Linked DNA regions of Rattus norvegicus: region 2 is linked to region 1. The links are chromatin contacts, called in public Hi-C maps. All regions are on one chromosome and are shown on one strand. The core of a region is the stretch at or near the end of the contact, and the rest is flanking DNA. Distances in the headings are between cores, read along the strand shown. Region 1 has its middle 80 kb from the start of Akap6. Region 2 overlaps Akap6 (A-kinase anchoring protein 6).

What was found. A called contact is a pair of places that touch in the nucleus more often than the background predicts.
Region 2: a Hi-C map of the A7r5 cell line shows a contact between it and region 1, with 8 times the contacts expected there. The contact joins two enhancer-like sites. A contact is called at or near these places in 5 of 12 Hi-C or Micro-C datasets (the A7r5 cell line, the Rat2 cell line, Schwann cells and 2 more).

The regions. Positions count from the first base shown.
Region 1 is chr6:75,836,239-75,843,424 of GRCr8, reverse strand. No RefSeq gene overlaps it. Among named protein-coding and RNA genes, the nearest start is that of Akap6, 80 kb to the left of the region's middle. Within about 2 kb of position 2,879, at least 28 of the 93 cell types and tissues checked have an H3K27ac peak or open chromatin away from gene starts, as enhancers often do. A contact at or near this core is called in the A7r5 cell line, where this site is marked.
Region 2 is chr6:76,057,227-76,064,412 of GRCr8, reverse strand. The region is part of intron 2 of Akap6 (A-kinase anchoring protein 6); the gene reads right to left. Among named protein-coding and RNA genes, the nearest start is that of Akap6, 140 kb to the right of the region's middle. Within about 2 kb of position 4,387, at least 35 of the 93 cell types and tissues checked have an H3K27ac peak or open chromatin away from gene starts, as enhancers often do. A contact at or near this core is called in the A7r5 cell line, where this site is marked.

The sequences.
Region 1 (7,186 bases), core at 1,630-4,129:
ATCAGCCAAGAAGGTCATCCTCCAGCCAGAGCTCCAGAGAAAGAAAATGATCCAACGGGCTATGAAATTGGGCCAAGCATTTACTACAGACAAAATCCGTCTAGGAAGCATCGACCCAGTTAGTGAGGAGACGTCACCCTCACTCCACCGTGCTTTTATTTTTATGTTTCTATGTGGGTCACAGCACAGAAAAGTCCATGGAGAATTTTCCAGGGAAGAGGCAGAAGTCACAACTGAGAATTGTTGACCCCGGTTTTTTTTTTCACAAGTTGTCACATGAAAGAAAAGCCAAGGCCATAGGGTTTTAAAACTGTGCTTGCCCAAATTTGGGGATTTCATAGATTGGAAAACATTTGTAAGGAGTTGGGAGAGTTGATTTATTGCTGTTAACATTTCCTTTGGCCAAGAAAATGAACATTTTTAACTCTTGTCACCCAAATTCCTTCTCGGAGAGAGATGTAAATGTCTACCCTACAAACACTCCCAAATCTCAATGACAAACCAAAGTTTTAAGTCCTCTAAATTTGACCTTGGGCAACGAGAACATTGATTGGACTTACGAGTACAGCGTGAGTCAAGGGTGCACTGACAGGAGCAATTGTGGCCCCAAAGCAGCCACACACAAAGTCTTCACCCAACATGGATGGTGGCTTCCTCTTCAGCTGCTGGTGGAGCCCCTGTCCCTAATCTTCCCCAGCTCATACACCTCAGTCCTTCCCAGACTCAGAGGCCACATGTAATTAGAGCAGAGCTGTATGCACACGGCTGGGGGAGGTGGCCATACACACTAGTGAGGGTTCAATCCCCTTCCCACGCCCTCTCTAGGAGATGATGACAGCAGTCCTCGGGCTCCATGGGTGCCCGCTACCAACAGGTAGGGCTTATCTCAGGAAGGCGAGAGTAGTTTGTCTAGAGGATGGTACTTTACACCTCTGATCTGCATCGTTTAATAAAAAGCCATGCGAGACTCCTTACAGAGAGAAACAGGCTATTTCTTTTCTCAGTAGGTCAGTTGGTCCCTCGGGCTTATGAAGGTGCCTAACTTGGCTTACATATTTTGTTTTGTGTTCCCTTTAAACCAAGGTAAGTAGGAGAACACCAGGCAACATACTGGGTCCCTAGACTTAAGAAGATTAAAGACGCCCAAAGCAGCCCACGCCTGAACTGGAAGAGAGAGTTCAACAGGTCAGAGGAGAAATCCCTGTGGGATAACCAGCTCTCAGCTTGTGAGATTCGATAGAAAACCAAACACACAAAGTCTTTTAGGGCTTTATTTTCCTCTGTCCAACCTTGAGAGTGACGGGATGGGGGTGGGGGTGGGAGTTGGGGGCGACCACAACTCTACCAACTTCTCTGCTTCTCGCCTTTCAGAGCTTACCGATTCCTTTCCAGCAGGTGGCAGAACGCTCACATTGGAAATTCCTAAACCATCCAACATTTTTTATTTATTTTGTCTCTCAGAAGATCCTTGGTATCAGTTCTTTAAAAGCCAGCAGGGCTAAAGGTGTGATTAGCAGGCACATGTCTCTGAATTCAACCACCAAGGTGAAAAACATTTTTTGTAAATGGTTCACGTGTTGGGAAGGATGCTGCAAATTCTAAAACACATTCCACCCCACAATCCTATCTACATGACACTTTGGCTTTCACAGAGAAGCAACAATGGCAGAAATAAGCACAACACAGGGAAAGCCTGGGTGATAAACTGCAAAGGCCCTGTCAATACCCTCTACCCCTTAGACAACCCAGCAGGTAGCTTCTGCATTTAAAAACAGCACTAGCCCCAGTGAAAGCTTTGACTGGTCATCTGTCGCCTGTGTTTGTGAAGGTGTAATTTTAGTCTTTTCCAAGAACAAATCAGTCCATGGATTTGGCATTGCCTCTTTTTAAGGAGAAAAGTTGTGCGGTTGTCAGTTACATGAAAGAAAAACCGTGATTCAGTGTCTCTGTACTGGAATTCATATTTCAAGGCGAAAAGCCATTTCCTAAAACATATTCTAGCTGGATATTTCAGGTATAACACAAGTCAGATGGCTTGCTTTCTAGGACTAAGCATTTCAGTCTGCAGTACCCTGCCCTGAACAAGAAAGCTAATAGAAAATCACCCCATACAACAACAACATCAAAAATCCCACACCTCATAGTTCTTAAAGAAGCCACTGCAACTTAGGAATCGGCTACAACTGTGAGCTTTGTGAGTTGTTGTGAAAAACAATTTGAACTAGAAAAGTAAAACTAACTGGGCTTCTCTGAAACATAAAACAATCATATACACAGCGCCACTCTCAGATCTAAGCAGCTGCGAGTGAGAAAATGAACCCGGGAATGAAGGTCCTAGCATTAAGTATTAAGCAGCCTGAATTTGATTTTTTAGAGTCACACTTCCTCTTCATGTTCCCCTCTCTGCTTTTCAGTTTCAGTCTGGTCTTATCCTCCTCCCCAAATAACAGTGTCCCCAAGATGTCCTGGCTCTGTCCCTTCTCGAATGGTATCCACCTCGAGAGACCGAATGTTTTTTATTGCTGGAAAGAACCTGGCAGGAATCAATGCAGCTGCTTCTATGGGGAATGAAACCTGACCTGAGAAAGAGAGTCCTTAAAGTCACAGCTCAGCACCCCTGGGGTCAGGATTTACCCCATCATCACCATCCTGTCACCTCAAGGTTTGTCATTGTCACCAGTCAAAAGTACCTGGCTTCATCACGCCTTCTTTAGAAAACAGCCCTCTGGTGGACTTTTTACACTTTTTCAGAAGAGACAGACAGGGCAAGCAGGAGACAACATCTTGAACTGTGGGTACTTTCCATTTGAGGAATCCCGCTCTGCCTGTATGTGACTCATGCTTGAAACATGCAAACGCCAAGGTCTACGCTGTGGGCTGTGGCGAGCTGATCCTTGGCAACCGAACAAACTGTGAGCTCTGTGAAGTGGGGTCTGTTGTACTCACACCCATACTCCCTGATTCGTGTCTCCATTGCCACCTTCACCACCACCTCCTTCTTAGTTCCCTGTCTTGCTTGGGTCTAGTCCTTTTAATCAAAACTCTAGAATTAGTAAATATCTATCATCCATGTACACTTTGACAGCCTTTAGGTTATTGTTTGACATCTCTAGAATTTCAATTGAACCACCTTAGGGGGAAAAGACTTTTGCCCCCACAGTAGGCCTCCAATCTGAATGATCAGCTGCAAGACCTTCGTGAGCAAAGCCCTAACCACTCCCCCTGTGCACAGCCAAGTTTTTCGGTCTTTGGGAGAATAGCAAATTGCTCATGAGAACAGCTCTCTCCTCCAGTGGCCTACTGATTCCCTCCTACTCTTTGCCTCTTCTTAGGATATGCATTCTCTTCTAAAGTAATCTAAAACCTAACATCCTGCTGTCTTCTCCTTCCCCAGCTGTAGAGACCTAGAAAACACCACGATGTTGCTCATTTAGATCTGCCTGTGTTGCTCAATGAACACCAAGATGCCTGTTTGCCACGTCCTGCTCCAGCTCACCTCATTAGCTAGAGTCCTGTTTTCACCCTGTAACACACTAGGGGTTGCTGTTGCAATGTCCATGCTCAAGGAGCTTAGATGAGAAGTGACGGAGGCTTCGGAGTCCTGGGAAACATTCTAGCTAGGCCTCTGTCTTCACAAGATCTGTGCAGCACATAATTCCTGGACAAACCTCTCAAACAGTACAACTTAAGAGGGTAGCTGGACATCACCAAGCTGAGTGTTTGAGTGTAAGGCTCACTGGCACAACCACTTACCTTGATAACTGCTGGATGTGCCCACTAATCCTTACTTGCCACCACAAAGTTCTGCTTAGACAACCAAGAGGTAAATACTATCAGGCAGAATTACGCATACCAACTGTACCACAACAGCTGGGAAATACTTGAGTTTGTTCCTGCATTTCACAATCATCTTTCTTGGTATGTGATAGCTAAGACTTTGGGAAGTAATTCTTTATATACAAATAACTACCATCAACCTCTGTCAGCCCCCAGTTTAGCTGCAGCAAAATGCTCACAGATGGCCAGTCCCTGGCTTCAGTCAACTGTGCATCAATCCTGGGCAAATATGGGAGGAAATGGTATACCCTATATCGAAGGTCTTTTCAAATTTCTAGGCAAGTTGTCATGACAAAGGAAGCATTTTGATAAATTGTGGATTTTTATTTATTTATTTATTTTATTTATATGACACTGTAGCTGTTTTCAGACACACTAGAAGAGGGCATCGGATCCCATTACAGATGGTTGTGAGCCATCATGTGGTTGCTGGGAATTGAACTCGGGACTTCTGGAAGAGCAGTCAGTGCTCTTAACCGATGAGCCATCTCTCCAGCCCCAGATTGTGGATTTTTTTAAGGTTTAAAAAAAAATGAGAGAGAGACAGAGAGAGAGAGAGAGGGAGAGAGAGAGAGAGAGAGAGAGAGAGAGAGAGAGAGTGTTGGGGGGAGGTCTGATAACAATTTGTAGAGACCAGTTTCTTCCCCCATGGTTTTAGGTATGGAGCTCAGGTGGTGTGTTGTTTTTGTTTGTGGAGGAGTTGTACAAAAAATTTTAAAATTCATTAATGAAAAAATATCCACCAACTTACCTCCAAGTATGAACAATTAACATTTCCACACAGAGAATGAATCTTTATAACTTTAATTTTCTTCAAAACTTATTTTTAATGATGGTTCTTAAATGTTTTATAATCTCCCTTTTAGCCCACCACCCCACCAGAGGGAGTGGGAAAGAAAGGCTATGAGGGAAGTGGTCTTGCTTAGAAAGGTTCTTTGGTGCAACTCCCAACTGTGTTGTATGGACATCAGCAGTTCAGTTCACAGGTTAGCGGGCAGCAGCAGCTCTATCCACTTACAAACACGTCATGGATACACCAGCAGTCAAATTCAGTAGAGTCGAGTTAGCAACAGCAGTGACACAACCCAGAAGAGACAGCCACGCATCAGACTTGGCTTGAGTCAGCAGAAGGGACCAGAGAGGAATGCCTGGAAAAGAGCTCGGCTGCGCCTCTCTCAGTGAAGAAGAGAAGATCAGTGAAGATGCTAGACCAACAAGCATTGCAAGGCTAGATCTATAAGCAAGCCAAGCTCAGCCCACACCAGTGTCCATCAGCTCCTATTTATACCCTCCAAACATCACCTATCCTCCACAGGTCTTGCCTCCGCACATTCGTCTGTCTCAGTTGACATTACTCAGCCAATCAGCCCAAGTCTGTAGAAATGACAAGAAACTGCAGCATATCACCAGAAGGTTTTTGGTGGATTTCTATCTATGGAGTCCCAACAAACACAGCTCAACTACACAATGTAAAGTGAACCAATACACAAGTGTTGTTAGTAAAGAATTCATCACGTGTCCTTTCACGTGCTTGCTTTAGCAGAACATCCTTTCTCCTGTGTCTGCTTCAGCCAAACGCTCCTTCACGAGTTTGCCTTAGTATTTCATCTGTGTCCACTTCAGCTAAATGTTCCTTCACACATTTGCCCCAGCAAAACAGCATCCGACCAACCTTCCAAAGAACCCTTAAGTTTCCACTTCAGATGTGCCCCAAGAGAAATAAATATGGTATTAATCCAAGATGAAACAATATATCCCATGACTACTGCCCCTCTAGAGCTGTCGCCACCCTTTGTGATATGATATGATTGCTTCTCACAAATGCCAAGCCCCAAATTTGAAGAATCTCAAAGTGACTCAAGAACTCTGATGCAGATGCCATTCCAGGGACAGTCTTCCATGGAATGGTTTCCTTTCTGCCCTGACCTCAGCCCCAAGGACAGAACTCCAGCCATGGTTACATCCTACTTTCTGATAAAATAGAAGGATTTTTGCAAGTACTGAGTTGGCATTTCCACAGAGCTTTACTACAGACAAGGATGAATAGGCCACGTTTATAAAAGCATGCAGAGAAATTTAAGCAAGTAGTTCTCAGTATAATTTCTTCTTTCACATATTCCAGAGATGTACTTTCATCGGTTACTAAGGCTGAGGTTATATAACTGAAACACAGGACAAAAGAGGGTGGGAGCTGTGCCGGGGCATGTACTTAGGAAAGCTGTTGTGCTGGCTAGTTTTATAAAACTTAACACAAGCTAGAGTCATCTAAGAAGGCAAGAGCCTCAGTTGAGAAAAGACCTTTGTAATATAAGGCTGTAAGCAAGCCTAAAGGACTTTTCCTTAATTACTGATTAATGGGGAATGTCCCAGAACATCATAGGTGATATCACCCCTGGGTCTATAGTCCTGGGTTCTATAAGAAAGCAGGCTGAGCGAGCCATGAAGAGAAAGCCATGCCCCCATGGCCTCTGTATCAACCCCTGCCTCCAGATTCCTACCCTGCTTGAGTTCCTGTTTTGACTTTCTTTGATGGTGGGCTGTGATATGGAAGCACAAGCTAAATAAGCCCTTGTCTCCCCGAGTCTCTTTGGTCATGATGTTTCATCACAGAAATAGTAACCCTAAGACAGCTGTACTACAAAAAAAAAATCAACTCTGACTAGCCCTCTGAGTATTCTGCGCAACATCTGGGAAAATCACTACAGTTAACACAATCACACAGCAGAGAGCACACAGACAGTAAGACCATGCATTCCTGCTCTAAGTCCTGATAAAAGGCCAATGAGCATTTTAGCCCTAGAACCCTAAAGCTCTACTCCTTTAAGCAGGAATGCAGAGGCAATGCCTGGTTATAGTTATTCCTGCCTGGAAACCTTCATGTGCAAATGCTGACCGAAAAGTAACAGCAGGAAGCAAATTTCACTTTAATGTTATAGATTTATCTTTTAAATTCTCTGATACTAATTCTTGTAATTTCCTAATTAAAACAGCAAAGAGGCTTATTTCTTCAGTAAATTCATCAGGAATTCTGTGTTTTGCCCCTCAAAGTCTCCTGAAAAGATTAAATTCCATAGCACTACCACCAAATAATGAATTGTTACTTTTAACTGATTTGAGAGTGAAATCTGGGCATCTTTAAAAGTTCCTCCAGCATATAACCAGGATGGGTACATCTAGGTCAGTCAGCAGAACAATATTCATTTATATATGTATGTATGCATTCATACATGCATTATGAATGAATTTATGTATTCTAAGGCAAGCTGGCATATATCTCAGACTGGCCTTGAACCCGGTAAGTAGTTAAAATTGCATCTGTTTTCCTCCTGGAGTGCTAAGATTACAAATG
Region 2 (7,186 bases), core at 3,138-5,637, 220 kb before region 1:
GATTCGTTTTGAAGGCCAGGCCCTGGGATGGTGATGCCTATTTGTAGAAGAACCAAGACTCTCCCTTCATGTTAGCCACATCTATGTAGCTCTTTGCATTCCAGGCATTTTCCTAAGCATTTCACAGACGTTAGTCAATATAATGACCCTTGCAGTCCTAGGAGACACAAACTACCATTATAGCCATCATTTACAGTGAGGAAAACGAGGCAGAGAAAGCCGCTCTATGCAGCACATAAGAAGGAGATCTGGAGTCTGGAGGCAGTTGTACCCCGTGACGGCTCCTCTTAGTTGTCAACTCGACTACATGTGGAATTAACCGACACCCAAATGATCAGGCATACATATGCGCCTTTTTTTCCTTAATTAAATCATTTGAAATGAAGAGGCCCACTTCTACTCTGGATCTTTGAGGTGGGAAGATACAACTTTAATCTAGATATTTTGAGGTGAGAAGATTCATTTTTAATCTGGGCCACACCACCTGCTGGCAGCCTATATAAAAGACATGGAAAAAGAAAACTTTCCCTTTGCCTGCTTGTTCTTATTCTTGCTAACAGGTCCATTTCTTTACTGGCATTAGAGCCTGCTTCTTCATGGTTCTGCCATATACTGAAGACCAGCTGAGACATCTGGATTTGTGGACTGAGCATCTGGATTCTTGGATCTTCCATTCATAGACAACCAAAGTTGTATTAGGTGGACCATAGTACACACACACACACACACACACACACACACACACACACACACACACGCACGCAGAGAGAGAAAGAGAGAGGAAGAGAGAGAGAGAGAGCAAGAGAGAGAGAGAGAGAGAGAGAGAGAGAGAGAAATTCTATATGTTCTACTCCTCTAGAGAATCCTGACTAATGCATGCCCTAAGAATCCATGCCCCTAGCTACCACTCTATGTTGGCCTCAGCTGTTGCAGGATCTCTAAAACAAGAATGCTGCATCACTGAAAAAGTAGCTCAATCTAGTGTGGAGAGGGCCAGCACAGTGACTATGACAGCATTTTTGCAAGCTCGTGATACAACACTAGTCTAGGAACTGTGGCAGTAAAGAGTTGGTCAGGTGGACACCCATGTACGTAAGAAAGCCGAATTGCCTCAGAACTGACTGCAACCCTCCACCCTCGGCTACTTCTTGTGAGAAATGTGAGCGGACGCTGCTATTGGGTTGTGTATGCGTCTGCTCCCACCTGGGGATTTTTATCCGTTTCCTTTAACTCTGCAATTCAGAAAGACATTTAGCTTGGGGCCCAGTAATATAAGGATTTGAATCTTCATCCAAAAGAAGTAAAATACAGTGGGATAACAGCGGATTGTGGGAAATACGGCTAACTTTCAGCCTTTGCATTGCCATACAGATCAATACATCTTCAGCCACACAGGGAAGTTACTTAACATTGTCTAGCCTTCACTTAGCTGTTTGCTCTTGTCTAAGTGATGTGGCTTTAGGGCACCTGAATAAAGGGCCCTGTGCATTTCTCTCCTGCCTCTCAACCCCTAGGAAATGCTTCTAGATATCCACTCTCCTCCCCAGGAGATAATCTTCTGTAGATAATCCCTCAAAAGGCTGACTGCTATGGGAACAGTAAACATATGAGGTCAGAGTTTTCATCAGTTCTTTTTTTCAACATAAATCCAAAAAATGTATGCAAATACATCATAGAAGTGTACCAAAAAAATGATATACTAAATACTTGCTTCTGTTTAAATGCAGAAAAAGTAAAGGTATTAATTGATTATTTATAAAGTATAAATAAGCGTTGTTCATTAATTGTGAACGTAATTGTTTGCAGCACCTACCTCCCAGCTCATAATCATCTATAATGCTAGTTCCAGGGGATCAAGCATCTTCTAGTCTCTGGTGGCAGCCAGAGCATACACAGTGCACAATCATACATGCAGGTGAGACACTTCTAAAAGGAACTAAATAAAAATGACTCGTGGGTAAAAGTGTTTACAGCACAAGATAAAGATTAAACTTTAGATTCCCAGAACCCATGTAAAAAGGTCGTATGTGCCTATAGCCCAGCACTGGGGGCTGAGGACGTGGTAACAGAAGGACTTCTGGGGCTTGGTGGTCAGCTCTGACAGTGAGGACCCCTGTGTGAAAACCTCTTGACTTCCACACACGGGTACACATCCACATTGTGTACAGATTTCCAAACTTATACAAAGCATGCACACGAGTGCACATGTGCATGCACGCACGCACACACACACACACACACACACACACACACACACACACACACACCAAATTTTATTTTTAAAAGAAAGCTGGGGTGAAAAGCTAGCTGAAAATGCCTCGTGCCTGCAGACTGCACAGCTGGCTGAAACAGAAGGAGTAATGGAAGCATAGTACAACCGTCCACAGACAGGCAGAAGTCAGTTTTGCTTGATCCTGCACTGGACAGAGGCTACAAAATGCTACGTTTGCTCCTCACTGAACTGTAAATACAGTCGTCACCGGTCCTTCAGAAGGTCCTGCCCAAATGCCTCCTTCAAAATAAGAACTACCAACAAAAATGTTCACTAAACATGATCCACAAGGAGATGCCCGAATCAAGTGTAGTCAACACGAAGGCTGAACAAACATTAATAAGAAGGCAGGTTCCAGGGACAGCTGGAAGGTCCGTTGCATTAACAACCTTAGCCCCATAGGAGAAAATTTCCTCAGTTCTTCCGATTGTTGCGTGAGTTTGAACTCGGAAGGTGGAGCTAGCAGGAGGTGTGGCCCAGGCACGTGCCGTAGGGCAAACCCAGGGAAGTTGTACTCTATCACAAATTCACAAGTTCATAGGCAGAGTAAAAAGTACCAGACTGTAACGTCCATCCCTTTGTTATACACTCAATGGCTGTCACTTCGTGTCTTCATCTCCAGACAGAAAAGTTAAAAACACATACTTCCTGTGCCTCAAAAAATATATATGTAATTAAAATTGAATGTCACTGGACTCTGAAAAATTAACTCTTTTCCAAATGAATAAAAAGGTTAAAGTTTCCACCTGCTTTTCCAAAATTGGCATATTTCTCATTTTTCATAGCAAAAAGCATAGAAATTTAACCCAGATTCAGAAATAGAACCATTTTGAAATATGAGGGAAGTAGAATGTCAAAAGGAATTTTTAAAGTAAATGCAAGATCCCACGAGCTGGAAGTAATCTACACAGGGGCCTTACACCCTGGCACTCTGGAGGACGCACTGTGCTCTGCGAGGTGCTGGCCGCTTCTTTTGTTTGCGTACCAGAAGGTAGTCACCCTAGCACTTAGTTTGGTTGCAAAACAATCTATCATTCTGGTTACCTTAAAGCCTTGAAGCCAGTGGTTCTTAATCCTTGGGTTTCCCTTACACAAGGGTCACATATCAGATACCCTGCATATCAGATATTTTCATTACAATTCACATTAGCAAAATTATAAAGTAGCAACAAAATAATTTTATGGTCGGGGGGGTCACCACAGCATGGGGAACTGTATTAAAGGGTCATAGCACTGGGAAGGTTGAGAACTACTGCTGAGACCTTCTCTTCTCCCAGAATCCCAATGGTAGTGTTCATAATCCTACAGTGTTTTCATATCAGACAACTTGTTTGTCTGTGCAGCTTCTCTATGCTCTGTGTAACAACCAATTGAGAGATTGGTAACAACCAAAAGAGATTTAGTTTTTGTAAGTAATTTTTTTTTTTACTTCACCTCATTGAAGTTGGGTCACAGAATCAAATGCCAAACCTCTTCACATGGGAGGAATTAAACACTCAGCGCTGTTGGAAAAGCTAGGAGTGCTCTGCTGTGTGCATTAGATGTGTGACCCAGCCGTGTAAGAGCGTGCCAAGGAAGTCTAACCACTAACCGAGACCAGGAAAGCAGGGCGCGCTGCCCACTGTGCCAGCATGAAAGCCATGTGTGTAGTAGGGGTAGTAGGTGAACCAGCTATCCCGAGAACAAGACCAGGCAGTTACCTGTCATGCAAAACACTGGATTTTCCAGTCCTCGTGACTGTACCTCACACTCTCTTCTAAAGCATCCTGCCCAGGCACGTTCACTAAACAGCTGGATGAATCTACAGGAGTGCGGAGAGCAAGGGGAACCACCCTGCCCGGCCTTCCCATCCCTCTCCTTCTTTCTCCCTTGCTGCTTTGGAATTTTGATTCAATTATGACAGCTTGGCTCATTCCAGGAACAAACACTATATTTCCTGGCTTTTCTACTTTGAAAAACAGATGGCCTCTTCACTGGGCCCAGGGGAGAGGAAAAACAACTTGTTGTCAAGAATTGCCTTTGGCTTCTTCTTTCCAGTTTCTAGTTTCCCAACATGCAATTCCTTGGTGCACTGGTGTGCATGCAGGCTGGAGACAGTGCGAGCATCCAGGAAGCAGATCTCTAGAGCCTTATTGTCTCTGATCCATTCTTGCCACCCAATCCTCATCCCTGGTCCCTGTACCCAGTGCCTTCAAAAGTCAGAACAAAATAATCCTAACCTGTTTTTTATGTTACTCTGAAATCACTGTTTCAAAACTTGATGTAAATAAAGCTATGAGTCAACCTCAGAGAAAATTAATGCAGAATAAACTATTTTCTATAAGCCGTTCCAAAACCCCAGAGGGGTTTCACATTGGAGCAAAAATATACATGTTTAAAGGAGCTTCTTGGCCCAACTTTAATCACTCTGGGTCAGACCGAGTCCAGTTTGAACTGGATTTTCCTTTGTAATCTCTGTGGCATTCCAGACATTTCTACGCATTAGGATTACATCATTTTCCCCCTCTCTCCCCCTGCAACACAAACAGCCATTATATCCCATTTTCATGGCCTTCAAGTTCCTAGTATCAAATTACCCAGCTGGTAATTTCTATCTCCCCCGGTTGCTAGGAGATGGCAATGGTCCAGACCGGACCAATATTCCTGAACGCTGAATCCCAAGTTGCCATAGGAGTGAGCTAAACTCAGCCAAAGCACAAAGGAGTCCAACATTTGGCAGCCAGGCTGTGTGTCTTTCACAGCTGCAGGAGACAGTTGGTCCAGAGAACCTTGCTGCCATCTCCCTGCCAAGGCACTGCCACGTTCTCATGCATTCCACACAATGGCTCTCAGCAAAGAGCTTCCATTTGCATTACAGAGATCAGTCTGCTGTCACAGGGGCTCCTCTGAATGAAGTTCCCTGGTTCCACACTAAAGACCCTTTTTTTCCCTCCATACAAGCCCCCTTTAATAGCAACAGTAACAGTGCAAGCACTTGTAGGAAATGCTAGTGCATTTATCCTCCTTGCGACCTGCTTGTCTGCTCAGACACTTATTCCCCCAGCTGCTGCTCTGGGCTCTCAGATGAGCCCTCCCTAGGGATTGTCCCACCATGGCCACATATTCCCTGGGAGTTTTCCACACCCATTGGCTGCTCTCTGGAGTGGATCCAAACCTGGAGGGATACACGTCATGGCTCCTGATTAAGAGCCCATGTTTCTACTGCAGATGCTCTAGGATAATTTGGCTCCTCTGTCAGCTTAATCTGGTTTCTGGACCCTCAAAGAAATTTTCTTATCCCCAACAAACCCTCAGAATGCAGAAGTCAGAACCCCAGGCCCAGAATGAACTGCCTAGGGACCTGTGACAAATGTCAAATCCCAAACGTCACATTTCTTGTAAGAACAGAGACTACTAAGTTTTATACACTGAAGGATTATTTTTCAAGTTAGAGCTCATAGTTTGTTAGCCTAGATCGTAACCTCCTGCAAGATCTGTGCTTCCAAATAGAGCCCTGTTACAGCATGTCCAGTGTTTTAACTTTAACTTTTAACTTTAGTCAGTCCAGTCAGGTAGCAATGTCAGTAGGATTCTATAAAATGGAGAGGAAAGAGGGAGATAATGAAATAAACCATGAAGACGCTTTACACCTCGGACAGAGGTGCCTGTGTCAATTAACACTAATTATTCAATCAAGACATTCGCCCTATCGGGAGTACAGACTCCATTCACCCCAATTAAGCCAGTGGATGTGGAAAGGATTTACAGGAAAAGCAGAGGAAGGTAGGATATATTCAGAGGACAAGAGACACCAGGATGTGAATCTGTCCTAGCTTATAGCTATGACCTTGGAACTCTCTGTTGACGTGTAAGACAATTCAAGAAAGGTTCCGCATGACAGTCTGAAGTTTGGGAAGTCTGAGGTCTGCTGCGGCGTGTGGTACCATAGAACATCACCAGCAGATTGCAGGGCCAGTCACGGGTCAGATAGCTTCTGCCTTCTTCAAGCCCTGGGATAATCAGGACCACAGAGATAATAGGATTAGCCTCACTTGTGGAAATATGTGCTAAGTGCAGTGGTAATTTTCATGACTATGGGACAATCCATTTATTACTTTTAATTTTTGGAAATTTTTAAAAGAATCAACAATATATTCGAGTTCTAAATAGAAGTGTTTAATAGCTGTTAGCTCGGATTTTAGGAAAGGGGAGAATTTTGTAATATGTAAGGACCTAGCTTATCATAATTGTGCACTTAAAACACTTTCCAAACTAGCCTCAGACTGTAAAGAGATTGCCCTGCACTTTGAAGACGTTCTATTATCTGAAATGGTTAGGTAACTGTCTTGGGGAATTTGAGTGGATTAGATTATGAACCAATTGAACATTAGCCAAAAAGAATCAAATGACTGTAAAAAACTCTGATTTCCATAGTAAACTTGCTAGGTTTAAAAGTGAATGTGGGAGAGAGAAAGAGAAAGAGAGAGAGAGAGAGAGAGAGAGAGAGAGAGAGAGAGAGAGAGAGAGATCCAAGGAAATCCATGATTTAAACTCTTTTGTTGTAAATGTTCCTTTGAGCTTCAACTGTGAGGATTTAAGACTCACCTCCTACTGTAGGTTCAAACCATGATTCTGTCACAGCAGATATAAATATTTTTGGTAGTGAATGTATGCCCCAAATTCACAGTCAGCTATTTCTCTCAGCTTCTGGTTCTGCAGAGATGAAGATGACAGATCAGACAGGGAAGGAAGATGCTGTCTTTGTTCAGCTGCTGTGTGAGTCTCGGCAACCATGGTGCAGTGAGATAAGCCACGAGCCAGACAGAAAAGTTATGTAACTGTCTTCAAGAATAAGATATTGTAAATCTGAAATTGTAACGAAAGTCTTTAATCTTGGTTGACTGCTGTCTAATGGGCATGAGGGGAAGACATTTC